Regions from separate parts of the Mus musculus genome. Here regions 1 and 3 are each linked to region 2. Evidence: chromatin contacts called from public HiChIP or PLAC-seq and Micro-C data. All regions are on one chromosome and are shown on one strand. The core of a region is the stretch at or near the end of the contact, and the rest is flanking DNA. Distances in the headings are between cores, read along the strand shown.

The links. Hi-C and Micro-C count contacts between places; a contact is called where the count stands out from the background. HiChIP or PLAC-seq counts read pairs in DNA pulled down with a chosen protein or histone mark.
Region 1: a contact with region 2 is called in an H3K27ac HiChIP or PLAC-seq map of the NIH/3T3 cell line, with 5 times the contacts expected there. The contact joins two enhancer-like sites. A contact is called at or near these places in 3 of 39 promoter capture datasets (the 3T3-L1 cell line, embryonic stem cells and liver), 1 of 15 datasets of contacts at CTCF or cohesin (the NIH/3T3 cell line) and 1 of 115 datasets of contacts at active chromatin or transcription factors (the NIH/3T3 cell line).
Region 3: a contact with region 2 is called in a Micro-C map of the G1E-ER4 cell line. The contact joins two enhancer-like sites. A contact is called at or near these places in 1 of 39 promoter capture datasets (the 3T3-L1 cell line), 6 of 15 datasets of contacts at CTCF or cohesin (the NIH/3T3 cell line, embryonic stem cells, large pre-B cells and 2 more), 75 of 484 Hi-C or Micro-C datasets (the 3T3-L1 cell line, the AtT-20 cell line, B cells and 41 more), 7 of 115 datasets of contacts at active chromatin or transcription factors (embryonic stem cells, epiblast stem cells and pancreatic cancer cells) and 1 of 9 other capture datasets (embryonic stem cells).

What each region holds. Positions count from the first base shown.
Region 1 is chr2:131,709,709-131,713,890 of GRCm38.p6, reverse strand. No RefSeq gene overlaps it. Among named protein-coding and RNA genes, the nearest start is that of Gm30986, 29 kb to the left of the region's middle. Within about 2 kb of position 1,765, at least 15 of the 459 cell types and tissues checked have an H3K27ac peak or open chromatin away from gene starts, as enhancers often do. A contact at or near this core is called in the NIH/3T3 cell line, where this site is marked.
Region 2 is chr2:131,420,831-131,424,772 of GRCm38.p6, reverse strand. No RefSeq gene overlaps it. Among named protein-coding and RNA genes, the nearest start is that of Smox, 69 kb to the left of the region's middle. Within about 2 kb of position 1,497, at least 188 of the 459 cell types and tissues checked have an H3K27ac peak or open chromatin away from gene starts, as enhancers often do. A contact at or near this core is called in the G1E-ER4 cell line, the NIH/3T3 cell line, erythroblasts and 1 more, where this site is marked.
Region 3 is chr2:130,973,215-130,977,050 of GRCm38.p6, reverse strand. It overlaps Atrn (attractin), which reads right to left. Exons shown (of 29, transcript NM_009730.3): 14 at 3,536-3,674; 15 at 983-1,173. Among named protein-coding and RNA genes, the nearest start is that of Gm30286, 51 kb to the left of the region's middle. Within about 2 kb of position 1,925, at least 18 of the 459 cell types and tissues checked have an H3K27ac peak or open chromatin away from gene starts, as enhancers often do. A contact at or near this core is called in the G1E-ER4 cell line, erythroblasts and group 2 innate lymphoid cells, where this site is marked.

The DNA of each region.
Region 1 (4,182 bases), core at 516-3,015, 290 kb before region 2:
ACCTACAACATGGCCAAAATATCATATAAAAAAGTGAAAAGACAATTGAAAAATATCTACAAATTACAACTCAGAAAAATGCTTAGTCTTCCCATCATGGAAAGTGCTACTGGAAACAAGAAAGACAATTTCAACAAACCAATAAAAAATTATCAAAAGAGGGTTTGGAGAGATGGCTCATCAATTAAAAACATTTGCAGCATTTCCAGAGGGCCTGGGTTAGGTTTCCAGCACCCCCATTGGGTAGCTCACAACCATCTGTGTAACTCAGGTTCCAGGAAATCTCATGCCCACTTCTGGCCTTTGTGCACATATGAAAACATAGACACAAACATAAAAATAAGTCTTTTTAAAAGTGATCAGAAGAAACGAAGAAAATTTGTCATGAAGTAAATGGTTCTTAAAATATAGAAAGATGCTCAGTTTTACTTCTAACGGAAGAATTCACATTAACGCTAAGTTGAAATAACTTTGATGTTGCCCTCTCTGCTTTCCATCCTTCCTTCAAGCCGCATGTTATACTCAGATTAAGTACTGTTCTGATTTCACATCATTAAGCTTATACAAACATTGCATTACTTACAGTTGCATACTGCAGCATGTTATTGTGACATTTCTTATTTTACTTTTTGGTTTTCTCCAAAGTTAATAATTGCCTTTCTTTTTATTAGTTCAGAATTTTTATTAACTTTTAATCTTTCTTATAACTTTCCTCATAGCTCCCAATAGCCTCTTAAGTGTATTTGTCCACAAAGTTAATAACATTAAATAACTGATCATTTCTACTTTTATTAGAGACATGCTGTCTGGGAATACCCAGTCTCCTTTTTTTTTTAACCCCCTGAATTAGGAGTAACTGTATCCCAAGACTTCTCTACCCTATCATCTCCAAACTCCACTCCTCTGAAGGAGTGTGTGTTACTAGGACCTCATGCTTTGTTGGAGACTAGGGATTTGATCAAGAGGATGAGCATAAAGACCCACTTCAGGAGCTTGTGAACTTGCCTGGACACTGTTCACATGAGATTACATCTCTAATCCACAGCAGCAAGCAACACCTTTGCATGAGGGAGAGTACGTGGTGAGTGCAATATCTGAAAAAGGTGGTGTAAAAATGCAAACATATTTGGAAAAGTATATTGTGTTCATAGATGGTTTTTATCTTGGGCTTTGCCACTTTCAGAGTCAACTCTGTCACCTTTAGTGTGTTTAGTACCGGATCATCACAGCTGGATTATCTAGGCCATGGCAGATCTGTCAAGAGTCTCAGGCTAAAGAGGCTCTAGAGGGAACCAGGGATGATATAACTAAGGCAGGTTTTTGGACTGCTACTAAAGTCTGTCATTGGGTCCTCCTGTAGGCAGGTGGAGAGCCTTGTTATCTTTAAGATCTGACTGAAGGCACAAATATCTTCTTCCATTGACACAAACTTCCAGACTTCTTCTCTAAACAAATTCCTTGATAATTGTTTTGGCATTTAATTAAAACTTCCAATATTATCCTCAGATTAAAAAGAGCATCAATCACCATTCCAAGAACGTTGATTCCACTTTTGAATCTAGCTTGGACAAACCAAGGCTCAAGAAGGAAGCATCAATGTGATAGAAAGAAGGGAAGTGTCAGAGACAATCTCCTAGGAAGAAATGAAGGACAGATGTAAGAAAGCATGGGATTCCATAGACTACTCAGGGGTTGTTCAACAGGCCAGGGCTAGAACCTTCTGCAATAAACACTCACTCATGTTGAAATGAAATGTAGGCTGGCTCTTCCCTCTGGAATGACCATGAAATGTGGGGTGAGTTGACCTTGTTAGCAGGCATTTGGATGGAATGTGACCCATGGCATTTTTCTACAAGCATTCACTGCTGGAGCAGAAGGTTAAAGGGCATATTTTCTTCTCTCAAAGAATTCACAATTTAGGAGATACAGATAAGTTAGCAACATAAAATCAGATGAAACCAGGACTGCATAAAAGAACCAGAGAAATGCCTTCTGCCTAGGAGACAAAAAGATTCCCAATAGACTTGGAATCTGTTACTGGGCAGCTCTAAAGTGTGCCCCAAAACTCATGTGCTAAAGCAGTGGTTCTCAACCCTCCTAACGTTGCAACACTCATGTGGTGACCCCTAATCATAAAATTATTTTCATACTACATCATAACTGTAATTTTCTACTGTTATGAATCATAACATAAATATTTGTGCTTTCCAATGGTCTTATGTGACTCCTGTGTAAGGGTCATTCAATCCCCAAAGGGGTCATGACCTACAGGTTGAGGACCACTGTACTAAAGGCTGTAACATGTCACCAGGACAACTACCTTAAGGAGGTAGAGATCAATGAAAGGAAGGTAGATACTGGGGCTCTACTTGTTCTCTTTCTTGCTCCACCCCATGCCTACCCCCTCTCACCTCACCCTGTGCCTGCCTGCTCCTTTCCTCTAGGTTCTGTTTTGCTGGGGAGGTCTTACTTCTTTCTGTACTTTGCATCTCTGTATAGTTCTCAAAATTGAGCAACTTAGCTAAATAAAAAACTCCAACCTCTATGAATTTCTATCTCTTGGTGGTAGAAATCAGTCATAATAAAAAATTGGCACTTAATCTTTTGTGAAAAGTTTGATATTTAGGCATAAATACCAGTGTGGCTTTTTCTTCAAGAGTTAGAAGTATTGGCCAAGAAATCTTCAGTTGGGGATATTTTCCTTTAATGTGCCTGTGGTTGTTTTGGCATTATTAGGAGGTATGGCCTTGTTGGAGTAGGTATAGCCTTGTAGAGGAAGTGTGTCACTGTGTAGGCAGGCTTTGAGATCTTCTACAGCTCAAGTTCTGCTCAGTGTGGAAGAGAGTGTCCTCCTGGCTGCCTTGGAATCAAGATGTAGAACTTTCAGCTCCTTCTTCAGCACCATGCTTCCTGCTATGATGATAATGGACTGAACCTGTGAAACTGTAAGCCAGCCCCAGCTAAATGTTTGCCTTTATAGGAGTTGCCTTGGTCATGGTGTCTCTTCACAGCAATAAAACCCAAACTATGATAGAAGTTGGTACCAGGGACTGGGGTATTGTTGTGAGGAATGTGGATTTTTGGGACTTTGGATTTGGAAAGCAATGGAATGCTTTAAATGTGGCTCAATGGGCCAGCCTAGAAGGAATATGGAAGAAATTAGTGCTAAGGGTGATTTGAACTCTGAAGGCCTGGCCCAGAGGTTTCAGAGGAGAAGAATTTTAGTATGTTGCCTAGAGATCATTCTTGTGATATTTTGGCAAAGACTGTCACTCTTTTTGCCTTTGTCTGGAGAGTATGCCTGAGGCTAAGATAAAAAGATTTAGATTAATTGCATTGACAAAGAAATTCTCAAAAAGCAAGCAAGCAAGCAAGCAAACAAACCCTAGTTTAGACTTTATCCTGTGATTCATTCTTATGAGGGGCATTTTGATCAAACATAGCAAGCTTAGAAAGGAAAAACACAAAATGCATGGTGTAAGTTTATTAAGGGGGCACCAGGAAATAGTATGGAACCAAATCCTGACTTCAAGGATATCAAATGTATTTAAAGGAGTGGTAACTTCATGGCAAGATCCCACCTAGCTAAGCTTATTGTTTATGCATTCAGTTCAGTGAGGGGTAGTTAATATCATGTTATGTGTTCTTATGACCTGGCTACTGTTTTTATTTGGACATAAGAAGATATGATTATGTCTCAAATTGACAAGGGAAGGATAGATTTGATGACTATTCTCAGTTGTCAACTTGACTACATCTGGAATGAACTACAATCCAGAACTTATAAAGATCTTGTGAAAAGGTAGAGAAAACCTTGGGTCCAGGCATGGTGGTACACATCTTTAATCCCAGCACTCAGGAGACAGAGGCATGCAGATCTCTGAGTTCAAAACCAATCTACAGAGCAAGTTCCAGGACAGCCAAGCATAGGCAGCAAAGGAGTTGGAATTTTGGAATGGTAATGTATATATTATGATGTTGGAAGTATGTAATCTACTTTTTTGATTTTGATTTTATAAGGATTATAGTTTAAAAATTGCATGACTCTCAGAAGAGACTTTGAACTTTTAAACATAGTTGAAACTGTGATAGACTATAGGGATTTTTGAAGTTGGACTAAATGTATTTTGCATTAAGCTATGGCTAGGTATAACCTCCATAGGCTCATATGTTTGAAAAGCC
Region 2 (3,942 bases), core at 248-2,747:
GGCTTCTGTAGTTAAGCTAGTCACAGCAGCTGCTCTGGAAGAAGACCCAGGTTCAGGTCTTCACATTCTCATCCACAAGGCAGCTTATAACTCCAGTGCTCCCTCCTGGCTTCTAAGAGCATCAGGCACATATTCAGTGTACTTACTTAGTACTGGCAAAATACACACTCATACACATAAAATAAAAAGTAAACCAACTCATGTTTATTGTTTTCTTTAAACAAGGACTTTTTCCCAACTTCCTTTGAAGCCAAAACCTCGGACACAATTCTGGACGAGGCACAGGTCAATGTGTGCAGTGGCACAGGAGCAATGTGTGCAGCCGCTCCTGGGATACTTCTTTCTTCTATAGAAGACGAGATTGGCACCACCCTTGTTCATTCCTCCAGTTCTCCCTTGGACATGATGCCTGGATCTGGACTAGTGATGCTACAGCCATGAGATAACACATGTGGGGACAACATCAACATGGCAGGATAATGAAGCAGAAATAGAGACAGCCTGGGTGCCTGATGCCACTGCCACCGTAAAACCACACCAGGCTGGCAATTTTTAACAGCTGGATTTCTTCAGGTAGCAAAAAGAGAAAAAAAAAAAACTTACGTTTTTCAATGCCATCTCATCAGATGTTTTTTTGGTTTTTGGTTTTTTTGGTTTTTTGGTTTTTTTGGTTTTTTTTTTTTTTTTTTTTTAGGTATTTTCCTCATTTACATTTCCCATCAGATGTTTTTGTTGCCTGCAGCTAACCATTCTCCTAACTGACGCATACCGTTTAGAAGAATAACTCTTTATACGTCAGGGTTTACAACTATGAATATTGCCTTTAGCAAGTTTGTCAGTCAGTTCTCTGTTTCAATAACCAATACCTGGAATAAATCACGCGGAAGGAAGAAAGCGGTTTTTTGGTTGGTTTGTTGCGTGACTTCAGCAATTTCAGTTCAGGGTTGCTTAACTCTGTTGGGGTGGGTGAGTCAGATCCTTGTATCACAGCAGGAGAGCGTCATAAAGGAGGCCTGCTCCTTACATGGCATCCAGGAAATAGCAAGTCTGAGTCTTAATAACCCCCTATGAGGTCATGTCCCCGGTGACCTAGTTTCCTTCACCTAGGTCCAGTCTCCCAAAGGTTTTGTGCTTTTAGAGCCAGGCATTTAACTCAAGAACTTTTTTTGGAAGCCACTTCAGACAGAACTATATGAAGAGAGAACATATTGCAGGGAGATATAGAAGAAACATATGAACAATATAACTTAAAATTGTGGTAAATGAAAAAATAAACAAAAAGAACACAGGTCATCAAAACTAGTCTCTGCTATGAAATAATAGGGCTCCCCCTATTATTTCATAGCAAGATAAAAAAAATGCAAAATCACCAATGATCTCAAAATGTCCACTAGGAGGCAGTAGAGCCTCCTTTCTGATTATGCTCACTCCGGCTCCCAAATGTGAACTTTCTGCTTCCAAGCTGCACCTTACAATTAGAAATCTTTGACCACAGCATTTGACTGTGACCCTGAACACCCCGAGAGTGCCGGCATTGCGCTTAAGGTCCGAGCCCCGCCCCTCCAGTCCTCCACTGTCTGCTGCCTTCCTGCTCCTCCAGCCTCACCCGGTTGCTTCTCCCTTCACTCTCTCCATTCCACGTTCTTTTTGGTTCCTTGGGCCGACAAACTCTTGCTTGCAAAGATGAGGGTACCCTTTGATATATTCCAGGGCCCCCTTTCTCCTCAGTCACCTTAGTCCTCCAACCCCGCCCACATCTGGGAACCCAAGTGAGAGTAACCGGAGAGGAAGTCTCTACTGACTCCTAGTGGACCTATTGAGAACGTTTGTGATTATAGGGTCTGCTCAGATGCTAATCTCGCCTGACAAAAGTCCACCTCCAAGTTTGCTGGAGAATCTCCTGAGTCTCATTTCTTCTCCCAGCGTCCCTCTCTCTGCCCAGAAGACCCACCCTCCACTTCCTGCCCAGTTATTAGCCGTCAGATTTTTATTACAGCCAAGCAGATACAATTCTAGATTGCCTTAGGCCAGTGAGGAATAACAACTACTTACAAAATATAAGACCGGTGAGGGGCCATAGAAGTAATAACACCAAGCTGCAGCTAGTATTTAGCTCTCTGCCTCTGCAGAATTAATAGAATCCAGAAACACACAAAGGTATCCCAACAGTGTATCCCAATAGCCCAGGCTTGCTATGTAGCCTAGAACTCACAGACCTCTTGCCTCAGCTTCCTGGAAGCTGACATCACAAGTGTTTTGACACTGCCTTGCTTTGATTATTGACTGATTTCTTTTCCCCCAGAGACCTAGACTTTCTTTTTACAGTTTTGCGAAAATGCAAAGGACACATTCTCACCATCTTATCACTTCGACCAAAAAGGGATTGTGATTCCTCCTTTTTTAAACTAATGGATAGTAATTGTACAAAGCAATAGACTTTATGTGACTTTTTTTTACACACGCACATAAGGCACTTTGAAGATAGGCTCTTGTTACCCTTTCTTACCATGTCCCCTCCCTTCACTCACGCCCTTGATGGTCCCACCTCTTTCTTCCTTCCTTCCCCCTGCTGAGTCTCCTGTTAGAGAGTAAGCATGCCATGTATCTTTCTGAGTCTGGTTTTCACATAATATGAAGAACAAGTTCCATCCATTTTCTTGAAATTATTTTTGTCCTTTTTTGTATTATTATTACTCTGTGTGTGTGTGTGTGTGTGAGAGAGAGAGAGAGAGAGAGAGAGAGAGAGATGTGATGAGGAAGTCAGAAGACAACTTTGATGTCTTCTGTCCTTCCACCATGCCATCCAGGCATAGACTCCATCTGACAGGCTTCCCTGGCAAGGGCTCTTACCTGCTGAGCCACCTCACTGGTGTTGTCTTGTTCTTCTTTATTGCTGAGTAGAATTCACAGTGTATATACACCACATTTCCCAGGTTGATGCCATAACCTTGTATTGTGAATAATATCTCACAAGCACTAGTGTGCAGGTGTCTATATGGCAAACTGAGTTTGAGTCTTTTGGGTACACACCCAGAAATGGTAGAACTGGATCATATAAATAGTCCAGTCTGTTTTGTTTTGAGGAACTTCTAATTTCTATATATGGGGTCTAATCTGCAGACCCACCAACTACATATAAGAATCACTTCCCCAACTCCCATCATTCCCAGCGTTTGTGGTCCTTTGTTTTCTTGGTAATAGCCATTCTGAGGTAAGATGAAATCTCATTGGCTTTGATTTGCATTAACTTAAAGAACACTGTTACAACAGGAATGTCCTTCCAGCTAAAATCTCCGCCAGCCAGGCTTTGCTGTTGACAGACCCAATGGAGCACGTGGGACAAGGCGCTAGCAGTGTGGAGAGTGTTCTTTCAGGTGAAACCAAATTGACTTGGTGATGTAGGAGATATTGGAGTGTGTGTGTGTGTGTGTGTGTGTGTGTGTGTGTGTGTTGGACAGGGTAGGACCCAACAAATTAATGGTCAATATGAACTGTTATGTCTAAAATATCTTAAGTCAGAGCTGACCCCCAGGCAGCTCTTCCTGAACTTACATAGGAACTCAATGTGGTTTTTTATGGGTGACACTGAAGAATGCTACTAACAAGCCAAAAAGTTACTATTATAATACTCATGCTGTTATCTCAATGTTCTGAAATTCCCCTGTTCAACCACCCATCCACCCCCCTTACCTTACTTAGAACCAATCAGCTTAAAGGTTAATAACCTTTGCCTAGGAAGCCAACTAATCTCCTTGCCCTTTAAGCCTCTGAACTGGTTTTCCTATAAAAAGCCTACCCTGAGAGCAGAGTGTACCTGTCTCAGTCAGGGTTTCTATTCCTGCACAAACATCATGACCAAGAAGCAGTTAGGGAGGAAAGGGTTTATTCAGCTTACACTTCCATACTGCTATTCATCACTGAGAGAAGTCAGGACTGGAACTC
Region 3 (3,836 bases), core at 676-3,175, 450 kb after region 2:
ACTTGTGATATTGGGGGGACCTGGAGACTAGCATGTGCTTCCATGCTGACAGGCACAATAGATAGCCATATGTCCCTTCTGCCAGATAGAAGGGAAATGACTCCTTTATGCAGATGGTAACCAGTTTCCCAAGTGCCCAAGGAATGCTGACTTTTACCTAATTGCCAGAAATCCACCTATAGTTGAGGTCATTTCTGGATATATGGACTTCCTGAGATTTAACAACCAGGACCCACACCATACCGGCATCCCATCACATGAAGGTGGTGCCAAATGAGAGATGCTGAGCTGCATTCTGTCTTCTCCTGGCTAGACAAAAACATGTCCCTCACATCTCTCTGTACCACAGCCAGCATAGACAGAAAAGCTGCTCTGTGAATATCTAATTGACTGAAGCATCACAGTCAAATCACAAGTCTTAGAATTAGACTTACCAAGAAAAATACCAAATGAGACTATATAGTAACTACAAGCCATTTGAGAGTTTGGCTCTAGAGTAAGAGAACTTTCTGAGTTCAGAAGCCTTAGGAAGAAGGCTATAAAACCTGGGCAGATTTTACATTTCTTACTGACGATTACACTATGTGCTATAATAATACCTCCAGGGGCTGTAGATGGCTTTAATGACACCTAGGTAACTAACATTTTACTCTCCCTTTTCCCAAGCAGAATCTAGATATAAATCAAGTACAAAATAATCTGATGTCACCAGAATATGTACACATATTACCATTCATTCCATATGTTCATACCTTATAATTTACTTAATAATAACAACTAATAAAATATGCAAAGTACTGAACTTTTTAAGACAAGAAGAAAGGTATCAAAAGAAGAGCCTCTGAAATAGAGGCCCACAGTATATTATTAATCATTTATTGTAATTCTTTCTCTTACCAGGCAAATAACATACAACTGTGGCCTTCTACATAAGAGCTGCTGTTGTGCCCTAGAAACCAAAGTTCTGAACACATTAACTCACCATACTTTGAGATGATTGCATTAATCGAAGCTGCTTAAGGACAAACTCCACCTTCTTCTGGGATGTGAGGGAAGCCAAAAAGGCATTGTGGTTCCTACAGGACAATTTAGCATTGTCATAATTCTCCTTAGCAGTAGTGATTTTCAGACACGAGTTTCCAACCAAATGCCAGCCATTGCCACAGATATTTTCTTTTTTAAAGGGGAAGAGGAAAGAAAACAAAGTTTTAGGAATTATGCAGTTCGGTTTACTAGTTCAAAATACTGAACATCTGAACTCATCCTGATTTGAATTTCAGGTGCTTTGTTAGGATCTGGTGAGCATAACAGACAAATTATTAACTTCTATATGCAGAAAAAAACCTTTGAAAATAAAATAATTTATCTTTTAAAGAATGTGTGTATGTGTGCCTTGAGTGTGGGTTAGTGCAAGAGACTATAGCACAAAAGCCATAGAGGGCATTAGATCAGAGTTAAAGTTACAAGTGGTTGTGACCTGGCCCCTGGGGACCTCGGGTCCTCCAGAGGAACAGCATGCATGCTCCACTGCTGAGCCTCCGCTGAGGGCCAGAATAAAAAGACCCTTTTACAAGTCTCACCAGTCACATTTCCTGGCTCACAGGGTATACTCTAGGCTAATGTTCCTACTTTTGGGTGCCATTATTAAGAAATTGGTGCAATTATTTTTGAAGAAAAATGTAAAAGGTGACTAAAATCTTGAACAAAGGGCATACAAATAAATATATATATTGGAAGGGTGAGGTAAAAAACTGCAAATGGAGGCTTGGGAGATGGTTCAGTGGATAAAATACTTGTGTCAAGCATAAGTACCCAGTTCAAATTCCAAGCACCCACATAAAAGGCCAGGCGTAGTTTTGCTTGCTTGTAATCTCATCTGAGGGCTAGAGGCAGGGTTATGAGGCCTGAGGGTTGAGTCAGCTAGTCTATGTAATCAGTGAGCTCCACATTCATCAAAGGACCCTGTGAAGAGTGATAGAGGAAGAATATACCAGAGGTTAACCTCTGGCCTCCAATGCTCACACAAAGAGATATTTATCTGCACACTGATGTATATACAGAAAGAGTAAACTGAAAATGGAATTGAATTGGGAATGTGATAAATTTAAGCCTCCAAATGCCACTCTGTTTTCATGTCATAAGATAGAAAGTATAAGCAAGTACATAAGGCATGCCAAAAAATGAGGTGAAAGGGAGACTGGTTTGGAAAACCTCATAGTGATACAGTACACGAAGGAAGTCTGCAATCTCCTCCTGTGGTTGTACTGAACTCACAGTGTTGCATGAAAGCATGCTTGCTCCCTGGCCATTAGCACGGAAGTGAATAAGCAAGTGTTTCCCCAGAACCAGGTTCAGGTTGGGGACACCAACAGTGCTCACTAAATGGTCAGGGAAAGGCGTAATGTAAGAGCAGGTAAGCGACTTAAGGGACTTGCTCCTCAGAATGTGCTACTGGCAGGGAGTCAGCACTGCAGGCTTTCCAGGCCTGTCTTGTAACAAGGTGTCTAGGTATTCTATTGACATAAAGTCTGAGACACAAAACAAAGCCTGTAGTGGCTTGAGTAAGAATGACCCCCATAGGCTCATATATGTGAGTGCTCATTCACCAGGGAGTGGCAGGACTGGAGAAGGATCGGGGGATGGAGCTTTGTTGCAGGAGCTGTTGGAGGAAGTGTCTCACTGGGGGTGGTAGACTTTGAGGTCTCAAAAGCCCAGGCCAGGTTCTGTCTTTTTCACACCTTGTCTGCCTCTGCTCACAGATGAGGATGTAGCTCTCAGCTACCACTCTAATGCCTGCCTTTGTGCCTCTATGCTCCCTGTCATGATGATAATAGCTTCTGAGACTGCAAGCCCCCACTTAAATGTTTCCTTTCATAAAAGTTACACGTTGGAAATGGTATCTCTTCACAGCAATAGAACACTGGCTAAACTAAAGCCCATTCAGCAAACTAAATAAAATGCTTTCAAAAGAGTCAGACCAACTTCCCCTCAAACCTCGATGTTGGAGAGCACAGAAGCTCCCCTTCCTGGATATCCTGATCAAGCAAATACATCATAGAGATTTAGTCAGGGCTAGCTGGCCTCAGGACCTAAGTTAATACCCTGAACAACCTCTGCTGAAATAGTCGGGAAGGAAGGTCACATGGGAGATGATGCTGGTACAGAAATCTCTTCTCACACAACTGTCAGTAAGTGCTTCCTGCAGGTTCCTGACTGCTGCTGAGACCACAGAGCTCTAGTGCCAGGTTCTCCTTCACAGCAGAAGGAAGGACAGTGGGACACAGTTTGTAACATGGATCTTAGCTACCCCCCAATTCTCCAGAACATGAGCTGACACTTCACTTTCTTTCAAAGGCTAGTAAATACATACATAAAAACCACATTTAAGTTAAAAACATACAAAATATCGCCCCCCCCCCCAATAGTGAGAGGGCTAAATAGACAGAATAAGCAATCTTGTTCCTAGGTCCACCTTGATCTGAGGAGGGAGGACCAAGCTTGGACCTTATAGAGGACATCCCTGTGCAAGGCCTACCCGGCAGGGCGATGCACTCTTGATTCCGGGGCTCCCACTGGCAGTTCTGGTCTAGGGCACAGCTCCTGCAGCTGGTTTTCTTATTGCAGTAGTACATGGGGTTATCCTTGGGGCAACTCTCATACTTGGCAATGGAGATCTGGAACACAGGGGAGAAGTGTTTTGTTATTCACACAAATAACTCAGTGAGAATTAACTGAGAATGGTAACTGCAGAAAGAAAGATAGAAAAAAAGAAAAGAATTGAATAGATAGAATTAGATATATAGATAGATACATAAATGGATGGAATTAGATGACAG